3 separate regions of the Mus musculus genome follow, and regions 1 and 3 are each linked to region 2. The links are chromatin contacts, called in public Hi-C maps. All regions are on one chromosome and are shown on one strand. Each heading gives the region's core, a stretch centred on a gene start, on an enhancer-like site or on the middle of the called end of the contact. The rest is flanking DNA. Distances are from core to core; before and after follow the strand shown. Region 1 has its middle 77 kb from the start of Gm29960. Region 2 has its middle 110 kb from the start of Mir6540. Region 3 has its middle 14 kb from the start of Gm29960.

What was found. Hi-C and Micro-C count contacts between places; a contact is called where the count stands out from the background.
Region 1: a contact with region 2 is called in a Hi-C map of the N1E-115 cell line, with 15 times the contacts expected there. The contact joins two enhancer-like sites. A contact is called at or near these places in 4 of 484 Hi-C or Micro-C datasets (the N1E-115 cell line, cerebellar granule neurons, cortical neurons and 1 more) and 5 of 115 datasets of contacts at active chromatin or transcription factors (differentiating embryonic stem cells, embryonic forebrain, embryonic midbrain and 2 more).
Region 3: a contact with region 2 is called in a Hi-C map of the C2C12 cell line, with 2.6 times the contacts expected there. The contact joins two enhancer-like sites. A contact is called at or near these places in 2 of 484 Hi-C or Micro-C datasets (the C2C12 cell line and cortical neurons) and 2 of 115 datasets of contacts at active chromatin or transcription factors (cardiomyocytes and embryonic midbrain).

The regions. Positions count from the first base shown.
Region 1 is chr16:42,573,198-42,577,351 of GRCm38.p6, forward strand. No RefSeq gene overlaps it. Among named protein-coding and RNA genes, the nearest start is that of Gm29960, 77 kb to the right of the region's middle. Within about 2 kb of position 2,469, at least 57 of the 459 cell types and tissues checked have an H3K27ac peak or open chromatin away from gene starts, as enhancers often do. A contact at or near this core is called in the N1E-115 cell line, cortical neurons, differentiating embryonic stem cells and 2 more, where this site is marked.
Region 2 is chr16:42,187,855-42,192,274 of GRCm38.p6, forward strand. No RefSeq gene overlaps it. Among named protein-coding and RNA genes, the nearest start is that of Mir6540, 110 kb to the right of the region's middle. Within about 2 kb of position 2,512, at least 265 of the 459 cell types and tissues checked have an H3K27ac peak or open chromatin away from gene starts, as enhancers often do. A contact at or near this core is called in the C2C12 cell line, the N1E-115 cell line, cortical neurons and 3 more, where this site is marked.
Region 3 is chr16:42,664,809-42,669,403 of GRCm38.p6, forward strand. No RefSeq gene overlaps it. Among named protein-coding and RNA genes, the nearest start is that of Gm29960, 14 kb to the left of the region's middle. Within about 2 kb of position 1,978, at least 2 of the 459 cell types and tissues checked have an H3K27ac peak or open chromatin away from gene starts, as enhancers often do. A contact at or near this core is called in the C2C12 cell line, where this site is marked.

The DNA.
Region 1 (4,154 bases), core at 1,219-3,718, 390 kb after region 2:
TTGTTCTTAAATAGTAAATTACTTCAAGGGACTTCTCTTCAATCATCAACCTTGACGTTGGAAGAATCATCCCAGTTCAGATTCTTGGTTAAGATGCAGAGCAAAGCAGTCTAAGATGTTTAGCAATAAAGGCTCAGCTATATAAAGACAGTAGAGCTATTCATTGTTCTCAGTCTGCACATAGAGCATGGCAGTCTTTTTCCTGAAATAGATCTCCGAGCCTGGACTCTGAAAACCCATAATACTTCGTGTGGATGAATCTTAATTATGTTGTGACCACAGTGGATTAGGATGAGCCATCATCTTCCCATGTGGATGAGTTCTCTGCTGTCAGTCACTGACTGTCCTTACTCACCAGAGTGTCTTCGTCTGGTGAGCACTCTTCAAACAGTTATGAAGAGGCAATACTGTGGTCTTCTCTTCATGCTTTCCTCAAGGTGTAATTAATCCCACCAGTGCAGAATCAGACCCACCACCACCACCACCACCATGATTTAAAGCCAAATCTGAAGCAAGATGTAGTTAAATACTAACCAGATGGATGGACTCTCTGTTAAGGTACATCTCTAGATCTCCAGAAAATGGCCACAAATTACCTTTGTTTGACCCAACTATACTGGATGTGCTTAATCACATGTGGGCATAATAATTAAAACTTTAATCGTAACTTTGGCTCTCGTGGTATCTTGTCTATCTAGTCTTCCAGGTCCTGAGGATCCCAAGGAAGTCTAAGAACAGAGCAGCTTTAAGAATTAGCTTGTGCCCCTTCTTAGAATTGGGAACAAAACACGCATGGAAGGAGTTACAGAGACAAAGTTTGGAGCTGAGACAAAAGGATGGACCATCTAGAGACTGCCATATCCAGGGATTCATCCCATAATCAGCCTCCAAACGATGACACCATTGCATACACTAGCAAGATTTTGCTGATGGGACCCTGATATAGCTGTCTCTAGTGAGACTACGCCGGGGCCTAGCAAACACGTAAGTGGATGCTCACAGTCAGCTATTGGATGGATCACGGGGCCCCCAATGGAGGAGCTAGAGAAAATACCCAAGGAGCTAAAGGGATCTGCAAACCTATAGGTGGAACAACATTATGAACTAACCAGTACCCCAGAGCTCTTGACTCTAGCTGCATATGTATCAAAAGATGGCCTAGTCGGCCATCAGTGGAAAGAGAGGCCCGTTGGACTTGCAAACTTTATATGCCCCAGTACAGGGGAATGCCAGGGCCAAAAAGTGGGAGTGGGTGGGTAGGGGAGTGGAGGACTTTTGGGATAGCATTGGAAATGTAAATGAGGAAAATACCTAATTTAAAAAAAGAGAGAGAAGAATTAGCTTGTGGCCTAGTGTGGTGGCACAGGACTTTAATCCCTGCACTCGGGAGGCAGAGGCAGGTAGATTTCTGAGTTCAAGGCCAGCCTGGTCTACAAAGTGAGTTCCACAGTGAGCTATACAGAGAAACCCTGTCTCGAAAACCAAAAAAAAAAAAAAAAAAAAAGAATTAGCTTGTCTTGATGCTAGAGATATACCTCAGGGATTAAGAGCACTTACTCTTCTTACAAAAGAGCCAGGTTCAGATCCTAGCAACTGTATGTGGGTCACAACCTTTTGTAACTCCCGTTGCAGATCAGATGCCCTCCCCTGGCATCATTGGGTAGTCTTTGGGGTACCTACAACTTGAGCATAACACTAGGACATGGCAAAGTTAGGGATTTTAAAACCTTTATAATCGCTTAGTCCTAACAGACTTCTATCTCTTAAGACTCCTGGCATCCTTTCCTGTTATTAAAAGTGTAAAGATAAATCAAGATAATAGTTTTAAAAATTCATTCATTTGATTTCATGTGTGTGAGTGCTTGCCTACATGTATGTGTGTATGGGCACTATGTACACCTGAACATGGGGACAGAACTACCTGATAAGCAGAATGGCTAAATTATGTATTCTCTGAAGGATGTCTAAAGTTATCTATATGCACCTTGACCCTGCTATTGCAGCCTGACTAGCTGTTGCTAAGGAGTGTGGGTTGCCATAGGTTGGTTGCTCAGGAGAACTCTGATTTTCTTCCTGGAATTGGAGTTTAGCCTCTGGTCTCACACAAAATGGAGTTTCTTCAAAAAACGGAGTTGACTGGGCTTTACACTATAAGAATTCTCAGGTTTCTTCTTAGGTTTTAAGCCTAATGCACTGAAACCTTCAAAGAGTCCTTCAGCTCGCAGACTTGGGGAGCCAGAGAAATCTGGAGAAACAGGTTCCTAAGTCCCACACATTGTCTCAACTCTTGCAAATAAGGACCTTCAAGACCCGTTGGTCCTTCACTAAGTGCAATGGGATGGAGCAGCTGGTGGCTCACCACATGTCTTATTAAACTAGGAGTTAATCTGATCAGAGCCTCAGCCTAGCTGTGGCTGGCTATATTTCCTTGGGGTTTTTTCTGTCCCTGAGGGGGAGGGGAGTGAAGATGCAGATGAGGAATTGAAGTGCTCTCACTGAGGCATGCCCAGATTTGCAATTCAATGGCATGGGGGAGGGGGGGCGACTCAGCTGAAGCTAAATGCCGCAGGGTCATTGGGGTTCTTTTTAGCAGCGGGGACTGTTTAAAGGGATGAGGGGTCAGGGATCTAGGGCACGGCAAGAAGCATCAAATGTATTCTCTGTCACTATGGAGAGAGGGGGGCCTTCTGGGAAAAGCAGACGATTGCATCACCGATTTGATTAGCAGAATGGCGAAGGAAGGGTGGGGTAATCCTATGCACTGTGACGATTTTTTTTTCTTCAAACACCTCCACCTTTCACTGTTGTTGCTATTGTTGCTTTTATTAAACAGGATATCAAATCCAAGTCAGCAAAAAACTGAGTAATCAGAAAAAATGTCATCAGCCTTGCTATTTTGATTTTTGTGATGTTTCTAGGAATGTGCTTTATCTGAAGCATCCTTTATTCCTCGGATGGTGGAAGGGACTTAGCAGTGGGTCCTGAAGGTGAATATTGTAACACAGATGAGCTTTAAACTATGGCAGAGGCCAGGCGCCTTAGGAGAACATACCAACATTAGAAATGAGAAAACCAGAAAGGAGGTGAGAAAGAAGTAGCAGAGAATTATCAAGAAGCCTACTATTAAGGAAAGAAACAATTTAGGGAAAATTTACATTCGATTTATTGTTTGATAAAGAATTGAAGGGTGCCACTTGATTATTTGATTAAGCTGAAGACATAGAGACTTTTCCTTTTACACTAGATCAAATGGTATATCTGATCAGAGTGAGAACAGCTTGTGTTAAAAGCTTTCTCTTCATCTTGTCAGGTACACTAGAAGTATACCTGCCAGTGGAAGCACATAGCATAAACTATGGTAATGCCATTTGACTGAGGCAGCATACAATACCTGACTAGCCACAACATCTATGTAAGTGCTGCAAAGAAGATGTAATGAACTTAAGTATGCCTAATATTTGAGTAGCCTTTCATATTCTTCAAAATTCCTCCACAGACTTTAGAAGACTTGCCATAGCAAATGTGTATGTGTGTGTGTATAAATGTATATATGTATGTAAATATATATGTGTGTATATATATGCATATATATCATATATATATGATAGTACTATTATATCTGTCTTTTCCCACTTTATCTGTCACATTAATGAGTAGGAAAAGTTAAATAAATAAACTTAGGACTCATATTTATTAATTAGTTCTACAGTATTGGTTTCCCTTGTAAGAGCAATCTGAAAGTTCTACTGAAGATTTGTGCTTTAGGTTTCCAAATCAGATTCTATGCATAATGGAGAGTTTGTCCACCATGACAACTCAACCTGAGAATTAAAGACTCTCAGGACATCTGCCTCCTGTCACCATGGATCTGTTCAGACAGATCACTGCAATTAAATACACTCATGCAAGCTAAAGAGGACCATTACTGTTCCAGTCTGAGAGTCACAATGCAGCTACAGGGTAATCTACAGCATGTTGAATTGGTCAAAACAGAACACATTCTACAATCAACTGACAGATTCTGATGAGAGGACAGTGAGCAACAAAGAGGGGAAGCAAAGCTGTCCTCGAGATATTTCAATTTCATGTACTCCCAAATTGAACAGATTTCCAGAAAAACCAATTTAAAGGATCATCTGCCTGTGAACCATTCA
Region 2 (4,420 bases), core at 1,262-3,761:
AAGGAGATGGAGTGGAATCCAAATGTACATCGTTGCCCCTCCACACCTTGCCCGCATATATTACACTGACTCTCAGCACAAGGGAAACTTACCACTTGGAAGATAAGCTGTGGGAAGAACACTCAGTGAAGCAGAGCTGGTGGTTTCCACAATGACTCCTAACTCACTGCCTTAGGCGTCTGGGCACAATTATATTCACAGACAATCCACGGTGGAGCAGTAGCAGTTAGTCTGTTTCCCAACTGAGGGAACCCAAGTTCAGAAAACTCTTATTTGAGGCGACACAGCCATCTGCACAGGGTAACCACAGACCTACTGGGTCTTTTGTGTCTACCATGAGGTTTTTCTCCACTGCAGACTTCTCTATCCTTGTGAAATCTGGAAAGCAGATGCTCAATAACCCATCTGAGCACGCTTAGAGAGTGATACTAACTAGGTGGCACCCCCTAGGATTTATATATCCTAACCTTAACCTCCAGCGCCTTTGCATGTATGTCAGTGCATTTGGAGGGCGGAGGCAGAAACTCTAAAGAAGGAACTGAGGAGGAAGTTATAAGCAAGGGCTAAGAGGCTAAAAAGATGGCTCAGCACAAGTTGCTCTTCCGGAAGACTCTAGTAATAGCACCTACATAGCCCCATAGGCAGCTCGCAACCACCTGTGACTCAAGGGGATGAGAAACAACAACAGAAAACAACTGTCTTCAAGCTGACTCTTGTCCTTAGACAAGAGGAAGAAACAAAGAAACAACAAGAATGAACCAGCACCCTGCTCAACAGAAAGTCCAGGTGCAGACACAGCATAAAAGTGGCCACCAGCCCGCAAAGGACAGAGACACTAAGAGAAACCGAGACTATAGACACTTCAGTGGCTTTCAGCCTTCATTATTTTATTTTATTTTTGACTTTTGGGGTTCTTTTTCGGGGGGGTTGGTTGGTTGGTTGGTTTCAGATTCCCAAAGTATTTTCCCCCATTTAAGGTGCTTTTCTGCAACACAGTCCATTGGCTGTAATGGAAAATGGCTTGTGTCCAAGCTGAATTTCTATCTTCAGGTATCCTTGGCACTGTCCAGAAGGAGGCTCCCTTCCTGAGAGGAGCCTCTGAAAGAATCTTGATAACACTGAATCAGGAGATGCCCATTCCACCCCTACAACCAGCCCACAATGTGGTAAAATAAGCTGTATTGACCAAAACATTTTCATGAAACCATTTGTTATGGTAAATGAGTTTGGGCACCACTGCCCACACCCATCTGCAACGATTAATCTTCTGCCAAAACAGTTTTTATCATCCTGTCCAGGCTTTTGAAATGTGACCTCCCTCTCCAATTTTGGAATCAAATTCAACAGTGTTGGCAAAATAGTAGTGACTAAGGCTGGTGTCTAGAAAATTCCTTTCAACCTTTTTTACAGCTTGCATGGAGATCAGGCCAACACAGAACCAGCAAAATCTCTTTCCTTTTGTTGTGTCGAAGAAGACAAAAGGGAGGAGTCAAGGGCTACAGATGTGACTCCAAAGAAGCACTGTTTGTGACTCCCTGTGGCTTTTACAGGTTAGCTTTACTTTTTGTTGTTGTTGTTGTTGTTGACGAATAGGTGGCAGAAGCCCTGGAAAAGTATTTGTCACATGCAATTGGATTCTTTGCAGCTACACTTGTATTTCCCTAAGGGTCCGTGAGTCCATAGAGATCAGCCGTGAGGGGGAGAGATTGCGTGTGACTGTGCATGAATCAGAAGAAGAACAAAAAGATGCGGCTGATGGTGGCAGGGAAAGACTGGAGTTAATAAGCCAGCATGTGCCTGAGGATTCTATCAGGCACAGGGATGGATGACATAATTGTTTTCTGCCTCTAATGATCTCAGAGATGTGGGATACAAGAGAATATTAAAACAAGACAGAAAGATGGAAACTCATTTTCAGCAGCTGTCAACCAAAATGGGATGTAAACTAGGAGAGAGGCATATTGAAATGTTCACAGGGTTCACTTCATCAAAATGAGCTTTTACCTCTCCCGGATGTCACGCCCTCCTTTTCTTGAGCGGAAGCAGCCTCCCCCCGCCCCCCAAACTGTTGCTCCTTGTATTCTTCCCACAACCTCTGCTGTCACTCCAGTCTCTCGTCACTGTCACCTTGCCTCTCTCCCTTCTTAACATCGTTCAATTTTTTCCTAATCCTCTCTTTCCTCGCCGCAAACATGTTTTTAGTCTCTTTCCTTTCTTCGCTCTATCCCCCTCACCCACCCTCACTTCTGCCATTAATAAGTAACTGAGTGAACCTGGAAACCCTTTTTGTGATGCCAGGAGTTGAATGGAAACGAAAGGAAAAAAAAAAAAAAAAGTCCCTATGAAAAGCACTCCAGTGTCCCCGCCCCGCCTCGGGTGCGGGTGGGCTGTGGCGTCTGCGAAGCCGCGATGCTTGCACGTGCCACGAGGGGGCAGAGGTGCGCGCCAGCGAGCCCGCACCGCCATCCAGCGCGGCAGGAAGTGCTTGGAGGGCGGGCGCCAGCGGCTGCTCTCTTGGCGTCACCCATCACCGCTGCTGACAGCCGCGTAAGGTTTCCGCCTGCTCCCTGGATGTCCACGGATGGGCGCGGCGAAGAAGCAAAGGATTCCTGATGCAAGCGGGAGGGGTAAAGTCTGCCTCAGGCCAATACAGATAGATCTTTTCCCGAAACAAAGGAGCCAGTGGTGCCGTTACGATCAGAGCATCAAGAAGCATAGCTGGGGGAGCCCCTAGGAGCCCAGCAGCCTACCGAGGTCCCCTTTGCTTCCCTGCCCCAGCTCTTCCCCGCCTGCGATGCAAGGGGGTCACATTCCTGAGCTCCTCAGTCCCCTTCCCAGGTAGCTGGAGTAGCTGGAGCCTTCATCTTTGTTAGCCAGGTCACTGTGAATCCAAACAGCAGCTTGCTTGGCCTTTTGGGTGACAGGCGAGATTAGAAGTAGCCCACAGGCTCCGTGTAGGGGAAGGATTGATTAACATTCTTCCCCTGCGGGTTCAGTTTCCTGCAAATCGCAGTAGGCTCAATTCAGCAGCAGATGGCGGTAACGCTTCTGTCAACCTGAGGATTCTCTGTGGCTGGACACACAAGTCCACACACACACACACACACACACACACACACACCCCACCCCACACCATGTATCACATACCACCACGCCTTAAGCAAGCACACTTTGAGAGTCTGGAGCCCCACAGAGATTCTGATCCCTCCAATAAATTTCCAAAGCAGGATAGGATGGAGAGAAAGACCACAATGATGGCAGAGTAATAGCCATTTGTTGGCGGCTCTGAGCCAGGTGCGCACTGCTTTTACAAGACGGGTAGTAAAATAACGGTGTTCAACTTTTATATGATGAGGTAAGGTTAGTTAAGAAATTAACTGCCCGCATTTTCCTTGCCTTTAAGTTGTGAGAATACACAGGTGCCTTTTCCATTCAAAGAAGGTAACTAGGCCTGATTCTCATTCTCTCTCTCTCTCTCTCTCTCTCTCTCTCTCTCTCTCTCGGAGCAGACGGCTCTTCATTTATTTAATTATTTATTTATTAGCTTTTAAAGGATTAGAATTATTCGACCGACTGCTTTTAGACAGGATTCCTCCTGTGCTAATAGTGCTTTAAGAATGAGGATCTTGGTGTAGCAGTCTGCCGTTACAGCTTTTCCCAGAGGAAATATCTCCAGACACTGCTTCTCAAGGATGGTCAGAAGTGGGACCCACCCGAGGGACTGGTGCTCCTGTAGCGTGGAAGAAATGGCTTCCTAGCCGTTGCAGGACTGTTATGCCGTTTGCACAGCCCCTCTACGGGACTGCTTTTCACCTGATCAATCCTGTCACACGTTGGAGCTAGAGATCACTGTGTTTCTATGAAGCCACCCGACACAGGGAGGATGTATCAGAGAAAAGGAAGGTTGACAGAGGCTGGTGTGGAGGGGACTACTGAGGAATAAGGATTTAGGATGGGAAGAAAGGCTGAATAAAGGCTGTGGCCAAGAGGCAACACACATATTCCGCACACCTGGGTGGGAGATGTTATTAAATTTCAGGAAATGGAGCGCCGAGTTACTTGAGACCAGAGGTATGGGAGCTATGGTGATGGTCCCATGAAGGAGTGTGACAACGAAGCAGTAAGACTCACCCACTTGATCAAGGAGAAAAATAGGAGCCATCTACTGAAGTTACCCCTTTGGGAATGCCCTCTGGTCCCAGAGATTCATGTATGATTTTATAGAAGAAGAAAAAGATCCTGAAACATGACTACGTTTGTGAGAAACAAACTTTCATTTTATTTTCCTTACACAAGTTAGGAAATCTCATTTTGTTTCAGTATCCAAATATCTGTAATACCATCATGGACAGGGGATTTCTTGTTTTAAAAATCTTATAAACTTTATTATAAAAAGTTTTGCAAATCAATAAAAAAAATC
Region 3 (4,595 bases), core at 728-3,227, 480 kb after region 2:
GTGTGTGACATAAACTCTGGATAGAAACTTTTGAATGATATTGTACGCTGCATGATGACTAAAAATGTGCTAAATGCATAGGCTCATACATACATACACGTGATGAACACATACGAAGAATTGAGTAGGTACTCATCCAATAAGAAATGGAAGAACAGAAGGCAAAAACAGGAAAAGGCAAGAGCAGGAAGGTAGAGAACATAGCTGAAATTAAACATTTAAGGAAAGCCTGGAATGTAAACAAACAAAGAAACAAAACCTGGTGCATACTAAGGCATAATATGTGCTAACATGGGGTCTAGGGAAACTATGATGTATTGCTTGCTCCAGGGCTACCAGTAATGCCCATGAGAGAAGATGGGGTACCACATTTAAAGAGATGAATACGAAAGTCATTGCCAAGTGGTCAAAAGAAATATCTAAAGAATGTCACTCCTATAACATGATAGTAAAACATGGCATTATAAACTAAAATTCCAAAAGACTAACAAGAAATCTCCAACAGCCAACATCTTTGGTCCTAAGAAAGTTCTCATGATTAAGTGCAGCCTATATGAGAAAAAGGCCCAATGGCAAAGGGGACTGGAAAGCTGAAGACAGTAGTTTAAACCATGGGACTGTGGAATAGATACTGTGAGACATTAGGCATGGTAGAAGAACATTTCCCTCAAAGCATTGAATGTGTACAGCCTGTCAGGCAGTGTTGTCCTCAACAACTTTCCTTCATGTGGAGTTCAAAGTGGAAATAACCCAAGAAGATAATATGGAAAAGTGCTATGTTTACTTCCAATGGCATTCATGACTTAAGGACTCTTCTCTATCTAAAATAAATGACGGTTTGTTGGTATGCTCCAAAGTGGCAGTCTAGGAGGGAGGTCTAACTTTGGTGGCTGGAGGCACTGTGGTGGAGGAGACAGTCACCTCCACTATTTCTTGTAGCAATTGTGTGACAAGTTAATTTTGAAAGTTGCACTTTGGAGATGTACTATGGCCATGAAGGACTGAGACCATCTTAAGAACCGGTCATCAATAGCAAGTGGTCTCCAGAAGAGCGCCCAGTGTGAGCTCCAGTTTCCACAGACAGATACAGATGTGAACTAGAGACTAAGGGTGACATGGATGGATAGATTCGGTCTCTGGTCCTGCTTTGTTTTGTTTTGCTTTTGCTTCAGAATCCATAGTTTTAAACTGTTACTTTTTAAAAGGTAAATAATATCTGTGCAGATATAAAGAGAAAAATGTTTCAATATTTTAAGGAGAGAGCCAGTAAGACATTGCGAAAAGATTTCAGACAAGAAGTGTGCCATGCAGTTGTGCTGGGAGAAGGAAAACCACCTCTTCAAATCTAAAACCATCAAAATGGAGGTTTACCCACAGAGTAAGACAATTCCACCAGGCATCTTTGAATGGGGATTATTTATTTTACTATCAGGCTTTTATAAGTTAACCTTTTGAGGGTCACATAGTTGTAAAACAGCCTCATAAAATACTCAGATCACAAAACTTTAGTCACATACAAATGTGCTTTACAAAATAATAAGCAATAAGGCTTTGTAATTCTTATATCCCATTGATTTCCACTCTCAATGAACAGAAAAGAGAAATAAAAACCAGGGTAAGACAGGCAGTAAATGTAGAAGTCTAAAAACACAGAAACTTATACACGGGCATTGTAGTTTTGTGACTAATAACCTTCTTGTCTCACGTTCCAGAATCGTATACTTATTATTAATAGATACCATGCCAGTTTCAACAGAGAGAAGAAAAAAACATAAATCACAAAAGACTCTGAATGCATTCTACCCACGGATAAATGACAAAGCCTTCACTGCACATTCACCCAATGCCAACGAAATGGCATGATCCTTGGTGGAAGTAAAATTTGTACTTGGTTAGACTGACAAGGGTAATTAATGCTCCTTTAGAAAAGCCAGGGTCCCAGTGACTGTGTGTCACATGAAAGAAATGCCCCCCCATCTACTCCTCCCTCATCTGTGGTTAATATTGAGTTATGAATCAAACAATGACAGCAAGGCAGAGACAGGGAGTAGGGCTAAGCTAACCTTGGAACACAGAGCACCCAGGCAGGACTGCAGAAAAGAGCACATTCATCTTCCCAGAACAAAGCAAAGTGGGTCTTTTTTAATGTCGCATCATCCAAGAGAGGGATACAAAGGTCTCTTTACAGGCTGATGGCTACATTAACATCTTTGTGCTATTTAGCAATGTGCATCTCTTCGCCCTCATATTTTTTTTCAAGCTCTTATCAGAACAAATCATTTAGAAACAATCACACCACATGGGGGCTTCCTGAAAGAAATGATGATATAGATTTCATACAAAAAAATTAAAGATTTTAAAATTTGTTACTATTTACTGAGTAACTTTCACTGGGTCAAATATATTAACATTATTATCTCATTTAATCCATTCAACAAGGTCATATGTAAGTATGGCTCTGCTATCATACCTTTCTATGTTTTATGGTTTTAAAATTATTTTTATTTATGTGTATGTTTGGATGAGTGCCACATGTGTGTGAGTGCCTAAAGAACAGAAGAGAGCATTGGATTAGTTACAAGCAGTTGTGAGTCCCCTGACATAGGTGCTGTGAACTGAACTCTGGCCTTCTGCAACAGTAATAGATGTTCTTAGCTGCTGATCCATCTCTCCAACCCTATATATCCTGTGAGTATAGATAGATTAATTATTTGGCCTGAAGTTTTATAGTTTTAAAGTACCAAAGTCAGGACCTAACAGCAGGCCTGGTTAATATCAACTCCTCATTGTTAAACATGTATGTTTATCACTTCAATTCAACAATGCTCCTTTTTATCATACTCATGAACTATATTCGTCAGGGTTCTCTAGAGTAACAGAATTTACAGAATGAATGTGTATACGTGCGTGCATGTGTGTGTGTGTGTGTGTGTGTGTGTGTGTGTGTGTGTGTGTGTGTGTGTGAAGGGAATTTGTTATAATGGCTTACAGCCTGTGGCCCAGCTAATCTAACAATGGCTGGCTATGAAGAGGAACTACTAGAGTCCAGCACTGGTTCAGTTCATGAGGCTGGATATCTCTGTTGGTCTTTTGGAGACACACAGGAATCCTGAAGAAGTAGGCTCTAATGCCAGTAAAAGAATGGGCTTGCTAGCAAGACAAGAGAAGCAGGCAAAGACAAAGAGCATAAGCCTTCTTCCATGTCCTTTTATAGTTAGTCTTCCTGCAGAAGGTATGGCCCAGATTAAATATGTGTCTTCCCACCTCAAGATCCCAATTATAAGTGCATCTTTCTATTTCAGATTTAGCAAGACTCTCTCACTGGTATGCGCTCCATATTTAAATTTTAGTTAATTCCAGATGTAGTTAAGCTGACGACCAAGAATATATATCACATGAACTAAGGAGTTCTTTAGTTTCTCTCAGACAGAAAAATAAGAGAATACTTTCCAGGCTCCAATAAGGATAGATGCAGAGACAATGAGTCCAGTGATAAAACTGACCTGCAGATAGCACAGACAGAATGGATATTTGTGCTAACTGCCACATTTTTTACCAAAGTCTATCTGGAAATCAAGGTTTTCCTTGGGCAAAATAAATACAATGAGATCTGAGAGTTCTTTGCCCTTGGCCTCCGTGGCCCACATCTATTGAACTAGAGTTCCATCAAGCCAGTGATTAGAGTGTCTCTTTACAACAACAACAATAACAAAACAAAACAAAACCAAAACAACCCTGGTTCCTCCTCCGTGGTAAGCCTTGATAATCAATGAAATCAGATATATACTATGTAAATTTTCAATCTCCTTCAAGCCACATAGCTTGTGAGAAAGGATGACTTGGTTTTCAAGAAGGTTGGTTATTTAACTTGTACTTGAAATCATTACTATTTTTTGATTTATTTTATAATATAATCTTTATCTTCACTAGATCCTGGGACGAGGGGATGTCTGTTTCGGGCAAAAAAAGAAACACAAGCACTAAAATGATAAAACATTAAAAAGATCAAGTGACCATAGGTGTTCATTTCTGGGTCTTCAATTCTATTTCATTGGTCTACTTGTCTGTCGCTATACCAGTACCATGCAGTTTTTATCACAATTGCTCTGTAGTACAGCTTTAGGTCAGGCATGGTGATTCCACCAGAGGTTCTTTTATCCTTGAGAAGAGTTTTTGCTATCCTAGGTTTTTTGTTATTCCAGATGAATTTGCAAATTGTTCCTTCTAATTCGTTGAAGAATTGAGTTGGAATTTTGATGGGGATTGCATTGAATCTGTAGATTGCTTTTGGCAAGATAGCCATTTTTACAATGTTGATCCTGCCAATCCGTGAGCATGGGAGATCTTTCCATCTTCTGAGATCTTCTTTAATTTCTTTCTTCAGAGACTTGAAGTTCTTTTCATACAGATATTTCACTTCCCTAGTTAGAGTCATGCCAAGGTATTTTATATTATTTGTGACTATAGAGAAGGGTGTTGTTTCCTTAATTTCTGTGTCAGCCTGTTTATCCTTTGTGTACAAAAAGGCCATTGACTTATTTGAGTTAATTTTATATCCAGCTACTTGATTGAAGCTGTTTATCAGGCTTAGGAGT